Linked DNA regions of Danio rerio: region 1 is linked to region 2. A link is a contact called in public HiCAR-type data. All regions are on one chromosome and are shown on one strand. Each heading gives the region's core, a stretch centred on a gene start, on an enhancer-like site or on the middle of the called end of the contact. The rest is flanking DNA. Distances are from core to core; before and after follow the strand shown. Region 1 holds the start of acot14 (acyl-CoA thioesterase 14). Region 2 overlaps il15ra (interleukin 15 receptor subunit alpha).

Region 1 (3,160 bases), core at 555-3,054, 34 kb after region 2:
TACATTTAATTAATTAACTTTTTTTTACCTCATAAGGAGCTGAGCCCCCCTAGAATAAATATCCTAAAATTGCCCCTGCCTTGTCACTGTGTTCACTCTTTTCTGTGCCTGATTGTATGGTATAGACTAGTTAATGCCACACTGTAATGTGTTTTATATTCATAGTTCATTTTTGAAATAAAATTTGTGAAATGTTCGTTATGAGTTACTTTTTCGCAGGCGGAGTTGATCACAGAGAAAACAGATTGGAAACGCATTTGCTCCTCCATGACATTGGTATAAGTGATGCAAGTGTATCTATAGCAAATAAGCAGAAATTCTAATATATATATCAGATTTCTGACTAAGTTAACATTTGTATATAAAAATATGAGGATATATTTTAAAGTATTGCAAGACCTACTTCTAATATTTGGGACATTCTTTCAACAATTACAAATGCACATATTTTTAAATAATAATTATATAATAATAATAATAACATATCTGATAACAATATTAATTATATTATATATCATAAATCTTATTACTTGATCAAATTTAAAAAATATCAAAATTAAAACCCACTGATATGGTCTTAACGCATGTCGTGTGTACAGCATAAAGAACTATTTAAATCTATTAATTCATAAAATTCCTAAACCTTTTGTACCTGCATCACATATTGCAGATACAGATGGACATTATCTACATGTCTAAAGTATAAAGAAAGAATAATTTTATTTTATAAAATCATTGATTTAACTTTATTTAAATTACTAACATTACACAACCTTTCTTAGTCACAGTACACTATAACTATAGGCTGCTACAGCTAATTATATTACACTCTCTGATACAACAGTGTATTTTGATTGTTTAATTAACAAAAACATTCTATTAAATTGCAATTAGGTTGTCTTTGTAGGCTATGTATGGACATAAACTGTGCATATTAACCATATGAATAAATAATATCAAAGAGCATGATTCATGCCCGTAGCCAGCCTGGTTAAAAGGTGGTTCTTTTTCCTCAAAATGTGGACCTTTCTGCAATTATAAATACTGCATTTTAGAGATATTTTAAGAACAATTTTTAGCTGGATTAGCTTGATTATTACATCCTATATTAGCAAAAAGCAGTTATGATAAAATGAAAAAGTTTTTGTTATAAAAATACATTTTGAAAGATTATGGATAACAAATATACCCTTTTAGTATTAAAATTAACTTTAATATGGGCCACTTTTTATTTGTATTTTTTTCTATCAAGAATAAGGTCCAAGATTCAGAATAAAAGTTGTACTTGTAGTGACTTCACTTTCGTCATATTGTATGTTTTCTTGCACATGGATGTTAGAATATTGTTTGCATTCATTGAAAGCCTTCTTTGATGGGTTATTTTCAGAATTTATGATGGAATAGCATAGCAGTCAAGATATAAAACAAACAATTAAAAAATGAGCTCATGTATGGGACAACAATACTGGACCTTTTATCAGTGGGGGTTGTGTCTTTCGAACCACCCGACCTCCTGACATACTGGGCCTAGGCTATGTACTGTCTATCTGAGATATTATAACGTTTAGAATTAAAAACACAACAAAAAAGAAGAAAAAAAATGAATGATTTATTCGATTGATGATATTTCGCCATATTTTCACTTCAAGTCGGAAACAACAGGGCAGGGGCGCTTGGATCGAAGATCTGCCGAGTAGCATGTTTCAGCCGAGGTATGCGACTTGCGACCTTCCCCCAAATCGTTTTGGCCGGGGGAAGGGATGTTTAGGGGTATAAAACAGTTTGGTATTCAATGTGTGCACGCGAAGTGGTGTGCGATTTGCCTGGGAGTATCAACAACACCAAAACAGGAACGACATCGATTGGGTACGAAACTAGTTATGTTGTCATTTAATAATATCCCCATTCACTAAAATCTATCACTGTAGTACTTCTACAAGTTACCTTTGTGATGGTGGTGGGCTTGTTTTGCAGTTGTTTTGATCTGTCTCCCCAACAACAAAACAACACGTTAAACTACGATTTATAGTTTATCGGAATAGAAATAATTTAGTTAAACATGTATGTCCCAACTCCTGAAAGAGTTAAAACAAATACCTTTGCCTATGTAAGGACATAAACATGCGTGTCAAAGGTAATGTTTCGTCATCAGCAGTAGCCCTTGCTGAACCGCAGCAGACGACAACAGTAAAATTATATTGTTTTAACTCTAATTTCGTCAAGGTTACATATTTCAATCATTTGGACTTAAGCTTGATACATTTAGTAGTTTTAAACACTTCCGTCTAGGTCTTACAAAAAGTTGCGTGCTACAATGTTTATTTTATTTCCTTTTACACATCGCTATGTTGAAAAGTTTTTTCATTTATTTAACTTTTTTTTTCTTTTCAGGAATATTTTGATTTACTGTAATCAGTTTATTTTCACAAATGAAACGCTGGTCTACCCTTGTTGGACGTTTCATCATGTTAGCACCAGTTAGGTAACGTAGAAATTTATTTTATTTACTTCTTATAAAAAGTAAACAAAATTCAATGTTTTTTCTGTTACAGATTTTTTTAATGACCGTAACCTATATAGTTTGTGACTAACACAAAAGAAATGTGCCATTTGCTGTAAAGCTTGTGGATTTTGCCTTTCTAGTCTATGACAATTATTAATAGACAGCAATGTGTATTAGCCACTGAATAGCTATTAGTGTGTCAGTTTCAAAAAGGACACAAAAGGATAGCCACAGATGTTTTAAAAAAAGTGGCCCGCCTTGCCTACATGTGACTTCCGAAGCAAGGTTAATGAGGGAAAAACAATTAAGAATTGTTGATTTATTCAATGACAATTTTGACATAACATGTGTTGGCATGCTCATGAGTAGGCATGGGACAAGAACCGTTTTCAAGGTTTAGAAAAGTCAATGTATTTTTTAGGACAACAGCATATCAGCAAAAAAGATATCCAACGATCTTGAGCTGTAAAGAAATCTCTGTTTTTGAGACAAATGAAGACAGCAGAAGACAATGATTAATTTGAATTATTTATCCTGAAATGTTTACTGTTCCTAAATAGTTTAAAGGTTTCTCAAAACAAAATATTATGTGTTCAAAGCTGAAAATAGTTTTATTTTTTTACTCCGATTTAAAAATAATATATTTCAGAGCAATAA
Region 2 (3,242 bases), core at 715-3,214:
TAGAGAGGGCGGTGTCAGCTCCCTCGCCAACCCCCCCGCTTTCACTTTCGAGTTAAGGGCAGCGTGATCGTCCTTTGCCTAGAGTGGTAGTTCAGCTTGCTCTGGCCCTGTTCACACCTGCCCAAACGAACCGCACCAAGAGGGAAAACAAACTGTAGTGCGATTGAACTGAACTAAATAGACAGGTGTGAAAACATGTTAAGTCTCAACCGAATAGGGATTTTGAATGTAAAAATGACCTTAGCAAAACACTAAAAAGAAAATAAATTCCATATACCACCCACCCTATGACTTTACCAAGACTAAGAATAATGTCTAAAATGTCTTGTATTTTTATTTGCCTCTGCAGAGGCACCAAGACCTGATCACCAGTTCACATCATCCACAACAGAAATAAACACTCCCACAATTTCTGGCACAAGCACATCAATCACAGGTACGCGTTTTATTATATTACACAAGTATGTTTCGATTTTGTTTGGGTAGGCCCACATTTATATTAATTACATGGCACACTTCAGCAACAGGGTATATAACTTTGCCAACAACAACAAATGAAGTTTTCACAACCAAAGCAAGAACTACCAACCAGCCAACTTTGATGAGCACAACAAAAGAGGCGGAGCCTATTACATCAACAAATGCAATTACAGCTTCTTCAATTGCCAGCAGCATCGCTACCAGACAATTTAAGAGCACAACGTCACCACAAACACAGTCAAGCTCTTTTACTACAACAACAGGTGAAGCAGTTCACTATGATGGGTTAAGGTGCATGGGGCTAATGGACGTTTACAAATTAACATTCTAATTCATACAGATCACTCCTTACTCACACTTGTGTCATTCCAAATCAGTAACCCTGCACAATTTTTGCATTAATCTTCAACTACTGTAGCTATTACTATGTTTACATAAGTGTGCTAAGCCAAATTTCTACTGTTTGACATGACATTTGACATTAGCTCCACTTGCTAAACTTTGTCATTTCAAATTATTTGTTTACTGATTTTACTGAGTTTACTGAGCATTGTTTACATTTATATACAGTTTGGTCCATAAATCTTTGGACATCGATACAGCTCTAACATTTTTGGCTCTATAAACCAACACAATTGATTTGAAATGAATCAAACAAGATTTAAGCTTTAATTTGGGGGTATTTACATTCAAATTATGTGAACAGTGTAGGAATTACAGTTTACATATGTGCCTCCCACTAGTTAAAGGACCAAAAGTGATTGTACAATTTGCTTCTAAGCTGTTCCATGGCCAGGTGTGTGTTATACCCTCATTATCCTAATTACAATGAGCAGATAAAAGGTCATTTCAGATAAGAGTTCATTTCAAGTGTTCTATTTGCATTTGGAATCTGTTACTGTCAACTCGCAAGATAAGATCCAAAAAGTCACTATCAGTCAAGCAAGCCATCATTAGAGTAAAAAAACAAAACAAACCCATCAGAGATATAACAAAAACATTAGGCATGGCCAAAACAACTCTTTGGAACATTCTTAAAAAGAAAGAACGCACCAGTGAGCTCAGCAACACTAAAAGACCTTGAAGACCATGGAAAAAACTGTGGTGGATGACCAAAGATCAAATGACGATGACTAAAGTTTCCCTAGAGAAGAAAACACCCTTTACAACAGCTGGATAGATCAAGAGCATTCTCCAGGAGTATAAGACTACGCCAGAGTGAATAAAGAGAGTTCACCACAAGGTGTAAACCATTGGTGAGCCTCAAAAACAGGAAGGTATGTAAACACCCTCAAATTAACGCTGACAGTCTGCAGTTAAAGCATATTTTGGTTGTTTCATTTCAAATCGATTGTGCTGGTGTATATAACCAAAAATGTTAGAATTGTGTAGATGTTCAACTATTTAAGGACCTAACGGAATATATTAAAAATCATATGAGGCAGATAGTTATGATTCTCTCAGGTCAATCAGTAATCTGCAGTTCTTAGTATTTTAATATTGTTAGTACCAAAGTTGTACTCAAAAGTACCAGGTACTGTACACAGTGGAAAACCCCAAATCATTCACAATTTGCTCAACACCAAATAAAACTATTTGGTAAGTGAACATGTGTTTCCAAACCCTGTTCCTCAAACACACATGATTTAGACCATCTGTTTGTTAGTAGAAACTCTGAGACCTGATATATTGGAGCAGTAAAAGAAACATCCAACATGCGTTTGCATCATTTTCTTGGTGCATTAGTGCCTATTTTTTGTGTTTACAAAATATCTAATATACACTGACTCCTTTCAAAGAGATTTTTGTTGTTAAATTCCAAATGCTTTTCAGCTACAATTATTTTCGTGTTATTGGGTATTTGTGAGAAATCAAACTTAGAATCGTACATAAAGTCAAACTCAGCACTGAGGTCTTTGAGGTTAAGGCAAAAAAGGGTGCAAACCGGAACAATGTGAACCATGATCATACATCCTGTTACTGTATGTGCTCAAAAAAAAGTGATATCTTTATACATCCATGCAACAATCAATAAAAAAAAACCTGTTAATATTGTATCATATAAAGCAACAGTATGACATCTAAAAACTTGGATGAAGATTCCTATGACTTATTTTAGTCACCAAACAGATTTAGAAATTGAAAAATAATACAATTAAATTCAAGCAAAATATTGCAAATAAAAATTACAAAATACAAAACTTCAGCTACATTTTTTTAATTTTCTGCTTCTTTTGATTTTTCCTCTTTAAATTTAGATTTAATATTTTTCTATAACATAACATAAATTTGGGTGTACTGGTTTTTGGACCGTAATCGTAAATTATTTTGTTTGATAAGCTCCGGATTTGGCTTTAGTACTGACTAATCTAATGTATATGCACAAATGTAATATGGTATAGCTTCCTATTAAAAATATGACTTTAAAAGAGATTTGTGAGGGGTGTACTTATGTATGCTGAGCACTGTATAATGCCAAATCATACAAACAAATTTTTACTGTCTGATCTTAAATAAAAGGATCATTTCTTTATGCGTATCCTTCATAAACTCCTCTTTTCCTCTAAACATTCCTCCTCATGTGACATCTACAATGTTTATTGTTTAACAAGACTAACACAACAAAATAATCTGTGACATTGTTGAGTGAACTACTCTATGTGACTTGATGTCCATTATTTCTTTTTGATTCACCACTGTAACAGACTTATTTAATACTACTCATGATGATGATAATGATAAATGCAAAATTTTTCTTCTGC

Evidence for each region. HiCAR-type assays count read pairs that join an accessible place to other places.
Region 1: a HiCAR-type map of caudal fin shows a contact between it and region 2, with 3 times the contacts expected there. The contact joins the promoter of acot14 here to the enhancer-like site in region 2. A contact is called at or near these places in 6 of 18 Hi-C or Micro-C datasets (caudal fin, embryo, hematopoietic stem cells and 2 more) and 1 of 4 datasets of contacts at active chromatin or transcription factors (caudal fin).

Annotation. Positions count from the first base shown.
Region 1 is chr4:26,258,991-26,262,150 of GRCz12tu, forward strand. acot14 (acyl-CoA thioesterase 14) reads left to right here and starts at 1,805. Exons shown (of 12, transcript NM_001030110.2): 1 at 1,805-1,866; 2 at 2,392-2,482. The coding sequence starts at 2,430.
Region 2 is chr4:26,225,262-26,228,503 of GRCz12tu, forward strand. The region is part of intron 1 of il15ra (interleukin 15 receptor subunit alpha); the gene reads left to right. Among named protein-coding and RNA genes, the nearest start is that of il15ra, 14 kb to the left of the region's middle. Within about 2 kb of position 1,965, at least 5 of the 62 cell types and tissues checked have an H3K27ac peak or open chromatin away from gene starts, as enhancers often do.